Regions from separate parts of the Ovis aries genome. Here region 1 is linked to region 2. The links are chromatin contacts, called in public Hi-C maps. All regions are on one chromosome and are shown on one strand. Each heading gives the region's core, a stretch centred on a gene start, on an enhancer-like site or on the middle of the called end of the contact. The rest is flanking DNA. Distances are from core to core; before and after follow the strand shown.

Evidence for each region. Hi-C and Micro-C count contacts between places; a contact is called where the count stands out from the background.
Region 1: a Hi-C map of hypothalamus shows a contact between it and region 2, with 5 times the contacts expected there. The contact joins two enhancer-like sites. A contact is called at or near these places in 4 of 16 Hi-C or Micro-C datasets (hypothalamus, liver and tail adipose tissue).

The regions. Positions count from the first base shown.
Region 1 is chr21:27,804,918-27,811,837 of ARS-UI_Ramb_v3.0, reverse strand. All of the region lies in intron 1 of KIRREL3 (kirre like nephrin family adhesion molecule 3), which reads left to right. Among named protein-coding and RNA genes, the nearest start is that of KIRREL3, 12 kb to the left of the region's middle. Within about 2 kb of position 3,002, at least 11 of the 54 cell types and tissues checked have an H3K27ac peak or open chromatin away from gene starts, as enhancers often do. A contact at or near this core is called in hypothalamus, where this site is marked.
Region 2 is chr21:27,559,694-27,567,176 of ARS-UI_Ramb_v3.0, reverse strand. All of the region lies in intron 1 of KIRREL3 (kirre like nephrin family adhesion molecule 3), which reads left to right. Among named protein-coding and RNA genes, the nearest start is that of TRNAG-CCC, 19 kb to the left of the region's middle. Within about 2 kb of position 3,321, at least 9 of the 54 cell types and tissues checked have an H3K27ac peak or open chromatin away from gene starts, as enhancers often do. A contact at or near this core is called in hypothalamus, where this site is marked.

The DNA of each region.
Region 1 (6,920 bases), core at 1,753-4,252, 240 kb before region 2:
CGTGTCCGACTCTTTGTGCCCCATGAACTGCAGCACTCCAGGCCTCCCTGTCCATCACCAACTCCCGGAGTCCACCCAAACCCATGTCCATTGAGTCGGTGATGCCATCCAGCCATCTCATCCTCTGTCGTCCCCTTCTCCTCCTGCCCTCAATCTTTCCCAGCATCAGGGTCTTTTCAAATGAGTCAGCTCTTCCCATCAGGTGGCCAAAGTATTGGAGTTTCAGCTTCAACATCAGTCCTTCCAATGAACACCCAGGACTGATCTCCTTTAGGATGGACTGGTTGGATCTCCTTGCAGTCCAAGGGACTCTCAAGAGTCTTCTCCAACACCACAGTTCAAAAGCATCAATTCTTCGGTGCTCAGCTTTCTTTATAGTCCAACTCTCACATCCATACATGACCACTGGAAAAACCATTGCCTTGACTAGATGGACCTTAGTCAGCAAAGTAATGTCTCTGCTTTTGAATATGCTGTCTAGGTTGGTCATAACTTTCCTTCCAAGGAGTAAGTGTCTTTTAATTTCATGGCTGCAATCACCATCTGCAGTGATTTTGGAGCCCAGAAAAATAAAGTCTGACACTGTTTCCCCATCTATTTGCCATGAAGTGATGGGACCAGATGCCAAGATCTTAGTTTTCTGAATGTTGAGCCTCAAGCCAACTTTTTCACTCTCTTATTTCACTTTCATCAAGAGGCTCTTTAGGTCTTCTTCACTTTCTACCATAAGGGTGGTGTCATCTGCATATCTGAGGTTATTGATACATCTCCTGGCAATCTTGATTCCAGCTTGTGTTTCCTCCAGCCCTAGATGACATCAAAATTCCAAGAGTTCCTAAATATTTTCTATTAACAGCAAGCTATTTAGACAATACATTCTTCTACCATCTAGGAGGTCTGTGGAGAAGGCAATGGCACCCCACTCCAATACTCTTGCCTGGAAAATCCCATGGGCGGAGAAGCCTGGTAGGCTGCAGTCCATGGGGTCACTAAGAGTCGGACACAACTGAGCAACTTCACTCTCACTTTTCACTTTCCTGCATTGGAGAAGGAAATGGCAACCCACTCCAGTGTTCTTTCCTGGAGAATCCCAGGGACGGGGGAGCCTGGTGGGCTGCCGTCTATGGGGTCGCACAGAGTCGGACATGGCTGAAGTGACTTAGCAGCAGCAGTAGCAGTAGGAGGTCTGTGATGTGTTACCGATCTCTTTGTCCAGCTCATTTTCTTGCAGGTACTAGACAGATTCCTTGGGTTGTGGTTGGTGGCAGCAGCAGTGGCCATAATTACGGTGGTCAGGATGACAATGATGATAATTTAGTGTGTGTATATGACCTTCCGCAAGCGGTGCTTCATTCACCGCCGTGATAGCAGTGAGAGTCATCTACTGTCATAAACCTCGGAGCGGTTCGGCTGATGACTGCATTGGCTCCCCATCCAGCTGACTGTGTGGTCCAGAAGCCTTGGCGCATCTCAAGATGCTGGTGGATCCACATCAGCAAAACGGACGGATGCAGGAGAAGCTGCTAAGCTGGAGCCTGAGATGAGCCATGTTCTTAGAACCTGTGTGAGTCCTCATTGCCCAGGCACAGAGAAGGGCGTTGGGGGTTCCTTATGGAAATTGGGAAGCTAACCTTTGAACAGTGACCCCAAGTTGCAGCTCTCTCCCTTGTTTTTACTCCAGACTCTTCCTGAGTTGATCCCTTCCTTTGTCTGACCTTCAGTGTTACCTTGAGGATTCAAGGTTTCCAGTCCCCTCTTCCCAGGGAGAAATGATAGGTTGGCCTTTTGGGCTGAATAGCAACCAAGGAGATGCTACCTAGGAAACTCCTTTGTGACTGTTTTGACAAAAGCGAAAGCAAACACAAGGCAGGTGCTTTTCTTAGCTGGTTGATTAAAACCTCCATTTCTTTTATAGCCTGTGTGTCACATACTACTCAGCACTTAGGAGGTGAATGAATATTGAAATACTGAAGCATGGACTTCCCTTGCAGTCCAGCAGTTAAGACTCCATGCTTCCGCTGCAGGGAAGCGCAGGTTCAATCCCTGGTCAGGGAAGTTCTGCATGCCACGAGTGTGGCCAAAAAAATGGAATGTGAGAAAAAGTGAAAGAAAGAAAAAGCAGTCCCTCTGACACCCCCACTTCACCACACACCAGAGCAGAAGCTGAGACGCCCCCACAGAGGACAGAGGAAAGACCCTGAGAGTTTAAAGTATGGTCTTGCCCCATAGGAAGCTCTTCCTCTCCCAGCAAGGCCTTGAATGGCCATCGGGTCACCAGGAACACTGCCAAGAGAAATACCCTCTGGCAGCCACTGACCCCTCCCAAGAAACAGTCGGGCCTTCTGTTCTCTCCTGCATGCCAGTCCCCATCTCTGTCAGCCGCCTGCACGCGTCACAGGTGTCACAGCTCCGGTGTGACAGGCCACCTGTCACCTTTGGCGATGCTGGGAGCTATGACAGCTTCAGAGTGGCATGGGGCCGGGCTGGCTCATCATGCAGGCGTGCAGGGAACAGGAACTTGACTTGTCTCCTGGGGACCCGTCCCAGTGCCGCACAGGGAGCGACCGCCTTCCTTCCCTGCCCCAGTACCCTGGTCACAGAGAGAGAACAACTGCCAATTAATCTCCCCGTGGCTTTGTTCTCTATGTCCGAGGGCCCGCACTTTTCTATGCCTTGCTTAAGGATGCTGGCGTCTACCCCACGATCACAGGAAGTGTCATTCTTTGGGGAGCTGGACTCTGAAGCCTTTGTCTTGCATAAGACACTGGGTCCGTGTGTCTGGTGCGGAGAGGGCCTGTGTTTGTCTTAGGACCACATTGGTCAAGAGCTGTTGGAACATTAAATAGAAAGTTTGGGGATCTTAAAAACCAGGTGAGCTATGCAGTTCCTACATCTGCCTGATGGTGGCAGCAGCAGCGCTTGCAAAGCCCAAGAGTGAGCTGAGAGCAGGCGGCCCAAGGCCATCCCTTAGTACCAGGAAGAGAGGCTCCCAGGCCAGGGTAATAGGGCCCCTCTCTGCCCCGGGCCACCGGGCTGGGGCAGCTGAGGGTGGGCAGAGGGCATGGGAGGGAGGAGCAGACTTTCCTGGGAGCAGAGGCTCCCCAAGGAGGCTCGCTTCCTTTCTCCTCTTTCTGATGGATAAGAGGGCAGAGTGCTAAGGGGGATGCATGCCTGCGTGAAATGGCAAGAGGTAGGTGGGCACAGTTAAAACTGCTCAAGAGGCTTGGAAGAGCTACAGAGAGAGGGAGTGAGAGAGCTCTCAGCTAGTGAGGTCTGTCCTGGGGGTGATGGGTGGGCTAGTCCTCCCAGGCAGGCGGCTGGCAGCCAGGAATCCTGCTTCTCCCCAGGGGAGCCCATGCTCCTCTCAAGTGTTTGCCCCTTTAATGATCCAAGAGCCAGTATTTCTGCTGCTGCTCCACTCTGCTGCCGAAAAAGCCAAACAAACATGCTCAAATTAGTCCTCATTATCCCTGATCTCCTGGGCAGGCTCAAGAGGAGTCACACTGTTTTTACCTCTGGACTGAAACAGTCACCATTAAAAAATTGCTGCGAGCCATGGCTGCTTGTTTGAAAGTGTGTCTTTCTGGGCAGGGTAACCAAATCCTGACGTGGGCACTGGTAGCTGATGCCCTGTGCTCTGTCTGAGGGAAGTGGAGGGGTCCTCTTGGTCCCAAGAACTCCTGGTCTCTTCCTTTATCTTCTAGGGGGAGGCAGCTGCCTTGTTTGCCTTTTGAGAATTACAAGCAGGATGGACCAAAGGCTCCGGGTCAAACCACATACATCATAAACTAAGATAGTGGGCTGTGGGATGACAAGTTATCTTTTGAGCATCCCTCACCAGTCTCCTCTGTGTAGCCTGAGGGGCTGGTGGAACTGGCCATTTATGTTGCCTGAAATTGTCAGACCTTGCGTGGCCGACCATTAGGTTTCAGTTGCCAGTGGGATTAGATGAGGTTTGCTCAAGCCCGAGCAGCCTCCCACACCTGAGTCACCACCACCGTCCCTCGCTGCTTTCTCAGGAGCCAGGAGAGCTGCCATCTGCCCAGTCCTCACTGCCTGTCTTCCTGAGGGTGGGAGAGGTTGCAGTGGGGTTGGGATGAGGTAGGATGCTCTGTCCATTCTACTAACAGCTCCGCTGGCACATGGCAGTGAGCATCTCATGTCAGAGAAGAAAACCATTGGCATAAGGTTTGCAAAACCTCATTTGAAACTGCAGATTGGATGCTAACACAGGTCAGAGAGGAAAAGCAGAGCTGTGTAATTTGAGAATTTGCTAAAAAATAATAGAGGTAGCTCTCTTCCCCACACGAAAAGGTGTTGCAGCAAGGTGATATGTGCCTTTGGTCCTCTGCTTTGCTGTCCCCCAATTTGGCCACTTGATGCCCTTTCTCCTTTTACAAACATAGTCTTCCTTCTGGGCCCCTTCCATAGAGAGGGGGAATGGTGAGAACAGAAAAGAAGCAAAACTTCTCATAATCTCCTTGTGTTTCTCTAATATTGATGCCCTAAGCTGGAACCAGCCATGGGAAGGCTATACTGAGGCCTGTGGCCAGGTCCTTTGTTGAGTTGGCCTGCATTCACCTACTTAATCCTCTCAGCCATGTGACAAAAAGCCCGGACTGTCATACCCATTTGCAGATGAGAACTACTGAGGCTTAGATTCCATAACTTGCCCATAGGTCATACCACCACGGACTGTAGCCCACCAGGCTCCTCTGTCCATGGAGTTCTCCAGGCAAGAATACTGGAGTGGGTTGCCATTTCCTTCTCCAGGGGATCTTCCCAACCCAGCGACCAAGCCCAGGTCTCTTGCATTGCAAACGGACATTTTACCATCTGAGCCACCGAGGAAGTCCAGTAAGCACAGGACCATCACTTCAGACACTCGGATGAAGACCCAAATCCTTTGCTGCCCATCCCTTGAGGAGGAATTCTGGTCCCACGGGTCCTTTGTAAGCCACAGAAACCTCTGGCATCACCTCTGGTCTTTCTCCTTCCTAACTTGTAGCACTTGAGAAAAAGCACTGATAAAAATGAAAGAAGTCATCACCCCTTATGCAAAAGCACGAGTAAGAATTTGAGAAGCTTTCCTCCACGGCTGGCGCTGCTCTTTACCTCCACCCCTCGCCAGTTCAGCTTAACATTTTGAAAGCCAAGTGCTAATTTCGTCGTGAGAATCTACCACCTAACTTTCCCTCTGTGGATTGATTTTTTAAAAAAGTGAAACCCCATTCTGCTTAGGGAGAAGTTAGCCTGGTATGAGCCATGCCCTGTGAGAACGGAGCTACTCCACAGGAAAAGAAACTCAGGACATCAAAACCCTCCTTTGTGTCAAGTCTAGTAGAATAAAAATGTCAGAAGACCACATACTTCTGAAATGATTAATACTGGTCATTAGGAAGAAATAGAAAGGACTCTTGGAAAGCAGAGGAGTCTGCATGCTGTTTAGCCTTCGACTCTCCTCGCTTTGGATCCAGCAGCAGGTACATCTTATCTTGTGTCAGAAGTTATTTCTGAAGATGGCTTATATCTACCTAGGCCATGCTTGAAATCATAATATTGATTTAAGATAGACACTTATGATAAACTAGCAAAACATGAAAGTTCTTCGAAGTTTTCAAAGCTCCTTTAGATTGAATCAGAGGAATATAGAGGCAGAATGCCAGGCTGGAAGATCCCCACGTGAAAGACGAAACCCTCCTTCTTATGCCGCCGACTAAGTCCTTTAGTGGAACACACGGATCACATCAGCAGTGTGCTGTCAGCCGTTGCCGGGGCTCCAAATCCACCTGGATGCCCGTTTCTCTGGACATGAGCTTTGCCTTGGGTTTTTCTCTTCATCAAATCAGGGCAGGGGTATTTACAGATAGAAATCCATACTTTATAACTGAAAGCAACTGAATGCTGAGCTGATCAGAATCAAGAAAAATCATCCAGAGAAACAGATTCCTGTCCTTGCCTCTTCTCCTGTGAATAATCATAGAAAATCTGCATTCTCCTCTCATTATTAGCAGATATTTATTTTCTAAAAACTCCATACCACTGAGTTCTTGTCAAGGAAAATAAAAATATATACACTGCTGTATTTTTAAGTGCAAAGAGATCAACTGCAAGAAGATCACACCAGTCGATCCTAAAGGAAATCAACGCTGAGTATTCATTGGAAGGACTGATGCTGAAACTCCAGTACTTTGGCCACCTGATGGAAGGGGATGACAGAGGATGAGATGGTTGGATGGCATCACCGAATCAATGGATGTAAATCTGAGCAAACCCTGGGAAGTAGTGGAGGAGAGGGGATCCTGGTGTGCTGCAGTCCATGGGGTCACAAATAGACACAACTTAGCAACTGAACAACGAAATTTTCAAGTGCAATTGTCTTAGTCTTCTTACACTGTCAACATCTTAGTCTGAGTCTGATATTACATTGTCCACCAAATGTTTACACAGGCACGGCAGGGCTGCTTACATCTTCTTTAAGAGCTGTTGCAACCATATGGGCATCCCAGGTGGCGCTAGTGATGAAGAACTCTCCGGCCAAGGCAGGAGATGCAAGAGAGGCGAGTTTGATCCTGTTAGGTGAAGACGAACAGGACATCAAAAGAGTGTCTAACAGGCTTTTTAATGGCGAAGCACTCCTGGGCGGGTACCCGGACCCAAACGAGGCAGGTCGAGGAAGTCCGCGCCCAGACCGTGTTGGGGGTGGTTTTTATAAGTTCGTTGCTAGGGATGGTCAGGCTAGATGGACGGGGGTTCGGATAAGTCGCCAGGCCGAGGCGTTGCGGGCTGACAGGTCCTTCTACGTGGCTGGGGTGGAGCGGCTTTAGCTGGTGAAGTGTGCTGTCTTTGGTCCCCGGGATCTGGGAGGCGCCTTCCGTTAGGGACTTCCCCCGCTGGTGGGAGGGAGAGGAGGGGAGGCC
Region 2 (7,483 bases), core at 2,072-4,571:
CCTGCACACGGGGCCCCAGAAACTGACAGCTCAAGCCCCAAGCAGCTGGGTATGATGTTCCACTTGTGTGTTAAATAACATAAACCCAGTATTCAGGGCCTCCAGGTCCAGAGTGAAGGAGAGGGTGGTAACCAAGATCACATAAACTGAGACCCATGGAATGAGGGGAGAATTGTTTTGGGGATGGAGGTCCAGTCATCACTGGCTCACAGAGGGCTGACCGGAGCCTCCTGAGGCAGCAGGGTGCCGCGGAGAAGGAGACGGACATTAGAGACACATGTGAGGAGGGAAGGTCCTCTGCACCCCTGGAAAAAGTGCCTCTAGTGAGAGCAAAGTGGGAGCATCACAGTCCTGAAGCCATAGTGCCGCCTATTTGTAGGATAGATACCCGTAGCTTGCAGAGTGCAATCATCTTCTCCATCGGCACCTAGCTAAGGAAGGTAGTGAGAAGCAGGATGCAGGCAGAACAAATACTTGCTGAGGCTGTCGCGCTGCTGCTGTCAGCCTGGTGACCACGATGACCTCCTGTCGGATGCCTTTCCTGGAAAAACTGAGTTATGTTTCATTTTACCCCAGGGTATGCGGGTGAGTGGGTTAGATGGGGGGTGGGGGGGGCGACTTAGCATTTTATTCATCCTGATCTGAATCCTTTTTCAAACTCAAATGGCATGCATAATCTTTGCCTTAATTAAAGCTTCTGAAATATCACTGGGCATCCATGTAACCCCACCTTTCCTTGCCCTCTACAAAGAAGGAGGATGGGGGAGCTTTGCTGGGGAAAGAGGTGGGGGAGGACTGTGCAGAGTTGTAGGGGGAAAAGAAAAAGATACCGGAAAAGAGAGGAAAGATTCTGGAGGCAGAAGCCAGGAGAGCTGGAATGTCGGCTGGAAACTAAGTGGGATCGTTATTCAGAGTCTGATGTTTTCAGAGAAGAAAGGGAGGGAGATGGAGACACGGAATTCACTGGGCACCTACTGGGGTCCACGGCCCCACGTGTGTGGGGGCTGCTTCCATCGTCCTGACCTGACAGGTAAGGAAACCGAGGCTCCAAAGCCTGGAAACTTGTTCAAGGCCATACAGCAAGTACGGGGGCAGGTAGGCTTCAGTCCTGCGCTGGGGGCACCCTGCTCACCTCGCCCCAAGCCCCGCCTGTGTTCCGGCCCCTCCTCAGGGACACACTTCTTGAATCACTTATTAGGCTGTTCTCACAGATTCCATGCCTGTGTCCTGTGGCTCCAGAGAGGCTAGACCCCTCAAGAGAGGGTCCCCATCAGCTGTGGCCTTTGCAATGCTTCTTGCCCTCTGCACTCCCGTGCCCTCTCCTTCCCCTCACCCCACCAAGAGCACCGTTCAGGGCTCAGCAAATGGTGAGAAATGAGCAGAGCCATTCTGCCCAGACGTGGACCTTCCTGAGGTCATTTGCTTCCAGCATCCCAGCCACAAGGCTGGTTATGTACTTGTCACATCACAGAATGCCAAGCTGCAAGGAATTCCAGCCAGCATCCAGCCTAACTCCGCTATTTGGCTCCAGAAGGAGGCGAGTGGTTCAAAATCACACAGCTGGTTAGTGACGGAGCCAGAATGGGCTCTCGACCCCAGCCCGGCATTCATTCCTCTCCGCCAGACGAGGAGAGGAAGGTGTCTGGGAGTCAGGACGGGGCTCCTGCACCCCTGACCCCCTCCTCCTACCTTGCCATGCTCTCCAGCGTCAATGCCAAGAGCCCTGAGTATGACTGACATCTGAGAATGTATCTCTAGAGCTGTCAGCAACAACCAAAGAAACAAAGGAGGAACTGGGGGCCAAGAGTGGGTTGGAAGGGACTGGTGGAAAGAGGGCCCCAAATTCTACAGAGTTGGTCCGCAGCTCTGACTTAGCTTTTACCTGCAGGGAATCTGCCTGGCAGGTTGACAGAGGAGAACAAGACAGGAGCCCCCACCCCTGGGTTCCCCATGGAAAGTCTCCACAGCAAAGGTTTCTGTTGAGGGTCACATAACAAAGATCCAACTTAACAACCACAAGAGCGCTCATTTCCCCGTCATCTGGAGGAGCCTGACTCTCTCCGTGGTTTCCTGTGGCTTCTCCAGCTCCCACTGCCATGTCCCGACTCCAGTCGACGGGAAGGGGAGAGACAGAGGGAAGCACTGATCTCTTCCTTTTAATCCAGAAGCTGTACTCACTCCTTCTGCTTACGTCCAGTTCGCCAGGAACTGATCACACAGCTGCAAGGAAGGATGGGGAATGTGGATGTATTCTGGGCAGCCTTGCTTTCTACTGATACTTAGGGTGTTCTTTAGTAGTAGCTAAAAAAGCAGAGCAGAATACATGTTAAAGGACATCTAATTTGGAAAAAGAAAAAAAGGCTCAGTGGTAAAGAATCTGCCTGCCAGTGCAGGAGATGCAAGAGATGAAGGTTCAATCCCTGGGTCGGGAGGATCCCCTGGAGGAAGAAATGGCAACTCTCTCCAGAATTCTTGCTTGGAAAATCCAACGGGCAGAGGAGCCTGGCGGGCTGTAGTTCATGGGGTCTCGAGGAGTCGGACACGACTGAGTGATTGAACGTGCACGCAGCACAGTGGGAAATAAACAAATGAAGAAAGGACCTCTAGTAATGTTTGTGAGATTATTTCTAATGAAACTTGTGCATCTGCTTTGGCCACCAATGCAACCCAGCTTCCCTAGCTGAGGGAGGGGGTCCTACTGTGAGGCAGCCCCAAATGAATGGCAAGTGAGCCAAGAGGAACAACCGGGAGACCCAGACTAAATTCAATTATGGGAGATTCAGAGCTAGATATCAGAAAATGAGATTGAAAGCAGGGGGCAACCTCCTGGGGAGGCTCCCTCAGAGATTTTATAGGAAAGAAGATAAAACCAAGAAGAAACAGCAGAGATCATAACTCAGCTCCAACCCCCAGGGGCTGAGTGGGGTGCCCACCGCTCTACCTCGAATATATGGAGACTACACGGTAATTACATTTTCACAAAATTAGTTAGCGTTAAGAGGAACTACGTCCCAAAGTAATAACAACATAACCATATAATCTGCTTTGTGAGTTAGGCTTGCATTTGCTTCCTAAATCCTCTTCCCAATTGCTGATCTTGACACTTCAGGGCATATACAATGCACTGTCAACTGATAACCTCACCTGGAAGGAACAAGCATCAGAGGGTGGAACGGAGGGTGTCTTAGTCTATGGGAGGCAGGAGGAATAGACTCTGGACACTGCCCTCTGCTGGTGACCAGAAGCAAATCATCATCCCTGCAAGTCTGGATGGGTAAGAAACTCTCCCTAGAGGCCAGGCCACCACAGTCCCCCGCAGCCAGCTGCAGGCAGAGCTGCCAGTAGCCTTGGCCTGGGCAGAGTGCCTGGGATCTGACAAGCTGACTGCTATCCCTCTTCCTTTATTTAGGCCGTGCATGACCCCGAGCCCCTGTCAACTCCGTTTCCACCCAGAGTTTCCATTCTTCTCAGACTGGTCAGGACAGGGATTCCAGGGCCTAGCAGATTCTTCAAAAGAATGGAGGACATTGGAGGAAGTGGACCACCCCCATGCCCATCCCATACGACCCCTATGGTTCAGCATCAAGGAATATGTAGACGGACTGACCTTCAGCTTCTTACTGTATGTATGGTAAGCAGTATTTGTTGTCCCAGAAGGTGAACAGGACAAGAGAATAGCCACCTTCCTAAGCTCCCTAAACCAGAGTGACCACCCTCCTTTAATGTGTGTGTGTGTGTGTGTGCACTCAGTCACGTCCGAGCCTTTGCAGCCCCGTGGACTGCAGCCTGCCAGGCTTCTCTGTTCATGGAATGCTCCAGGCAAGAATCCTGGAGTGGGTTGCCATTTCCTCCTCCAGGGGATCTTCCCGACCCTAGGGTCAAACCCACGTCTCTTGTGTCTCCTGCATTGGCAGGCAGATTCTTCACCAACTGTGCCACCTGGGAAGCCCACCCTCCCTTAAGTCCTAAAACGCACATGGTACGTTCCAGCTTATCAAATATTTCCACAGCCACAAGTTCATTTAATTCTCAAGACAATTCTATCAGTTGGTCGTATCATTCCTGTTCTATTGCTGAGACACAGAGGTAGTTTGCCAAAGGTCACGCAGCTGATAGTGATGGAGCTAAGGCTGGAATCATGATCAATGATGTCAAGTCCTAGACTTGTTCCAGAACATCACAAAGGCCTTGGGACTTGCCTGGTGGTCCAGTGTTTAAGAATCTGCTTTCCAAAGCAGGGGACATGGATTCGATCCCTGGTCAGGGAACTAAGATCCCTGACCACAGGGCAACCATGCCACAGGGCAATTAAGCCTGTGTGCTGCAACTAGAGAAGCCCCCGCATGCCACAATGAAGACCTAATGCAACCCTCCCCCCCCAAAAAAAATCCCATGGCCTCCGAGCTCCTAGCAGACCCTGAATGGAGCACTAGCCCAGGTGGGTGTGGCACTGCGTCATAGTGGGTATGTCTTGCTCTGTGATTATCCTGTGTGGTCTTGGGTTTGTGGTTGCTCCCTGCAACTATGTTGCAAGTCAGTGAGACCAGGGAGGGACTCTTGTGCCCTCTTTGGATCCCTAGCATCAAGCTCAAGATGGAACATAAAGGAGGACCTCAAACGTGAATGAAATAGATGGCGATGGTCCACAGAAATGCAAGCTGTGAGAACACACTAGAGGGACTTCCCTGGGGATCCAGTGATTAAGACTTCACCTTCCAATGCAGGGGACATGGATTTGATTCCTGGTGGGGGAACTAAGATCCCACATGCCTCCTGGCAAAAAAAAAAAAAAAAGATAAAACAGAAGCAATATTGTAACAAATTCAATAAAGACTTCAAAATTGTTTCAGTTCAGTTCAGTTCAGTCACTCAGTCATGTCCGACTCTTTGCGACCCCATGAATCGCAGCACTCCAGGCCTGCCTGTCCATCACCAACTCCCGGAGTTCACTCAGACTCATGTCCATCGAAGCAGTGATGCCATCCAGCCATCTCATCCTCTGTCGTCCCCTTCTTCTCCTGCCCCCAATCCCTCCCATCATCAAAGTCTTTTCCAATGAGTCAACTCTTTGCATGAGGTGGCCAAAGTACTGGAGTTTCAGCTTTAGCATTATTCCTTCCAAAGAAATCCCAGGGTTGATCTCCTTCAGAACAGACTGGTTAGATCTCCTTGCAGTCCAAGGGACTCTCAAGAGTCTTCTCCAACACCACAGTTCAAACTCATCAATTCTTTGGTGCTCAACCTTCTTCACAGTCCAACTCTCACATCCATACATGACTACTGGAAAACCATAGCCTTGACTAGATGGACATTAGTCGGCAAAGTAATATCTCTGCTTTTGAATATGCTATCTAGGTTGGTCATAATTTTTCTTCCAAGGAGTAAGTGTCTTTTAATTTCATGGCTGCAATCACCATCTGCAGTGATTTTGGAGCCCCCCAAAATAAAGCCTGACACTGTTTCCACTCTTTCCCATCTGTTTCCCATGAAGTGATGGGACCAGATGTCATGATCTTCGTTTTCTGAATGTTGAGCTTTAAGCCAACTTTTTCATCCTCCTCTTTCACTTTCATCAAGAAGCTTTTTAGTTCCTCTTCACTTTCTGCCATAAGGGTGGTGTTATCTGCATATCTGAGGTTATTGATATTTCTCCCAGCAATCTTGATTCCAGCTTGTGTTTCTTCCAGTCCAGCGTTTCTCATGATGTACTCTGCATAGAAGTTAAATAAGCAGGGTGACAATATACAGCCTTGACGTACTCCTTTTCCTATTTGGAACCAGTCTGTTGTTCCATGTCCAGTTCTGTCTGTTGTTCCATGTCCATTTCTAACTGTTGCCTCCTGGCCTGCATACAGATTTCTCAAGAGGCAGGTCAGGTGGTCTGGTATTCCCATCTCTTTTAGAATTTTCCACAGTTTATTGTGATCCACACAGTTAAAGGCTTTGGCATAGTCAATAAAGCAGAATAGATGTTTTTCTGGAACTCTTTTGCTTTTTCCATGATCCAGCGGATGCTGGCAATTTGATCTCTGGTTCCTCTGCCTTTTCTGAGGAAAAAAGAACACCCTAGAATGAAACCCTCTGAAGGAGCAGCCAGGAGGCAGGAGTGAGGGTGGTGCAGAGGGTGGTGCAGACGGGCTGGGCATGGAAGGCTCCCACCCTCTCTGAGAGCTTCCCCTTTCCTCTTGTTGAAATAAAAGTATCTGATGGTCTGGAGTTCTCAGTATAAGCAGTGAACAGTAAATAGGAGCCATGAGTTGGCAGCCTCCCAAAATTCCAGAGTAGAGACCTACAGCCAAAGAGGAAGGAGGGAAGGAGAATCTCAGGTGGAGCAGAAACATGCCTGACACACCTTAAACACCCAGCAAGTATTTGTCATCCAGTGAAGCAGCGCCCAGGGTAGAAGATTCTTGGGAATAAGGTGAACAGCGCTAGATAAAAACCCAGTTCCATGGGAAGTGGCAGAGGTCCTTCTGCCTGTGTCAGGATTCCTGGTTTTGTCTGTGTAGAGAGTCCAAAGGCTGGATAGGATGGCTTTGGACTCTAGGCTTATGTTTGGGCTTGCTTAGCTGACATTACGTATTTCCCACTTCTCCTCCATCTTGACCATTTTTCTCTGAAAACACCCCAGCCCATCTTATTCTAGCTGGCATCAGCAACTCAATGGACGTGAGTTTGAGCAAATTCTGGGAGAGAGTGAAGGACAGGGAAGCCTGGCATGCTGCAGTCCGCAGCGTTGCAAAGAGTTGGCCATGACTGAGCGACTGAACAACAACAAATTCCCTTACCCCAAAGAAAATTGGATCTCTTTAGAGATATCGATAACTGTATTTCAGAAAAGATTATTTTGTTATTGTCTGAATAGAAAGGGATAGAATATGTTAGATATATTTACGTCCAATTATCATAGTTAGGTTTCTTTATGTCATAGACGTAACTTCTCTAAAAGTATATTTGTACATAGAGCTAGTGAGCTCTTCCTTCTAGAAAATTCTCTTTAAAAGCAAGCCATCCTCCCAGCTAGCACCATAGATGATATGTTGTCTACTAGTGATTGCCAAAGATTTTTCTTTTATCACTGGCCCCTATCAGTAAATTTTAGCATATACCTAAAATATAGGCATGTCTACATAAACTATACACAGGTACTCCCGCTTCAATGTATTATATGCATTCGAAAATATAACTGTAAAATAGGCGATAATGAATTAAGAAATGAAACACTTTTTTCCTGTGCTCCAAAGTATTGGATGAGTCCCTGGGGTGCCCCCAACCCGCTATGGAGGCCACTGGCTTACACAAGACAACACCCAATGCCCCCAGAGTAAACTAATCAAGGAAGCATTTTACATTGTTTTCTTGGGTAGCTTGTTTTTCCAAATCAGTGCTGAAACATCACATTCCAAAAGGTCCCGTTCCATCATGTAAGGGTTAAAAAAAATTCCAACATGCCACATTTCATATCGGTCAAAGCGTTTTCTGC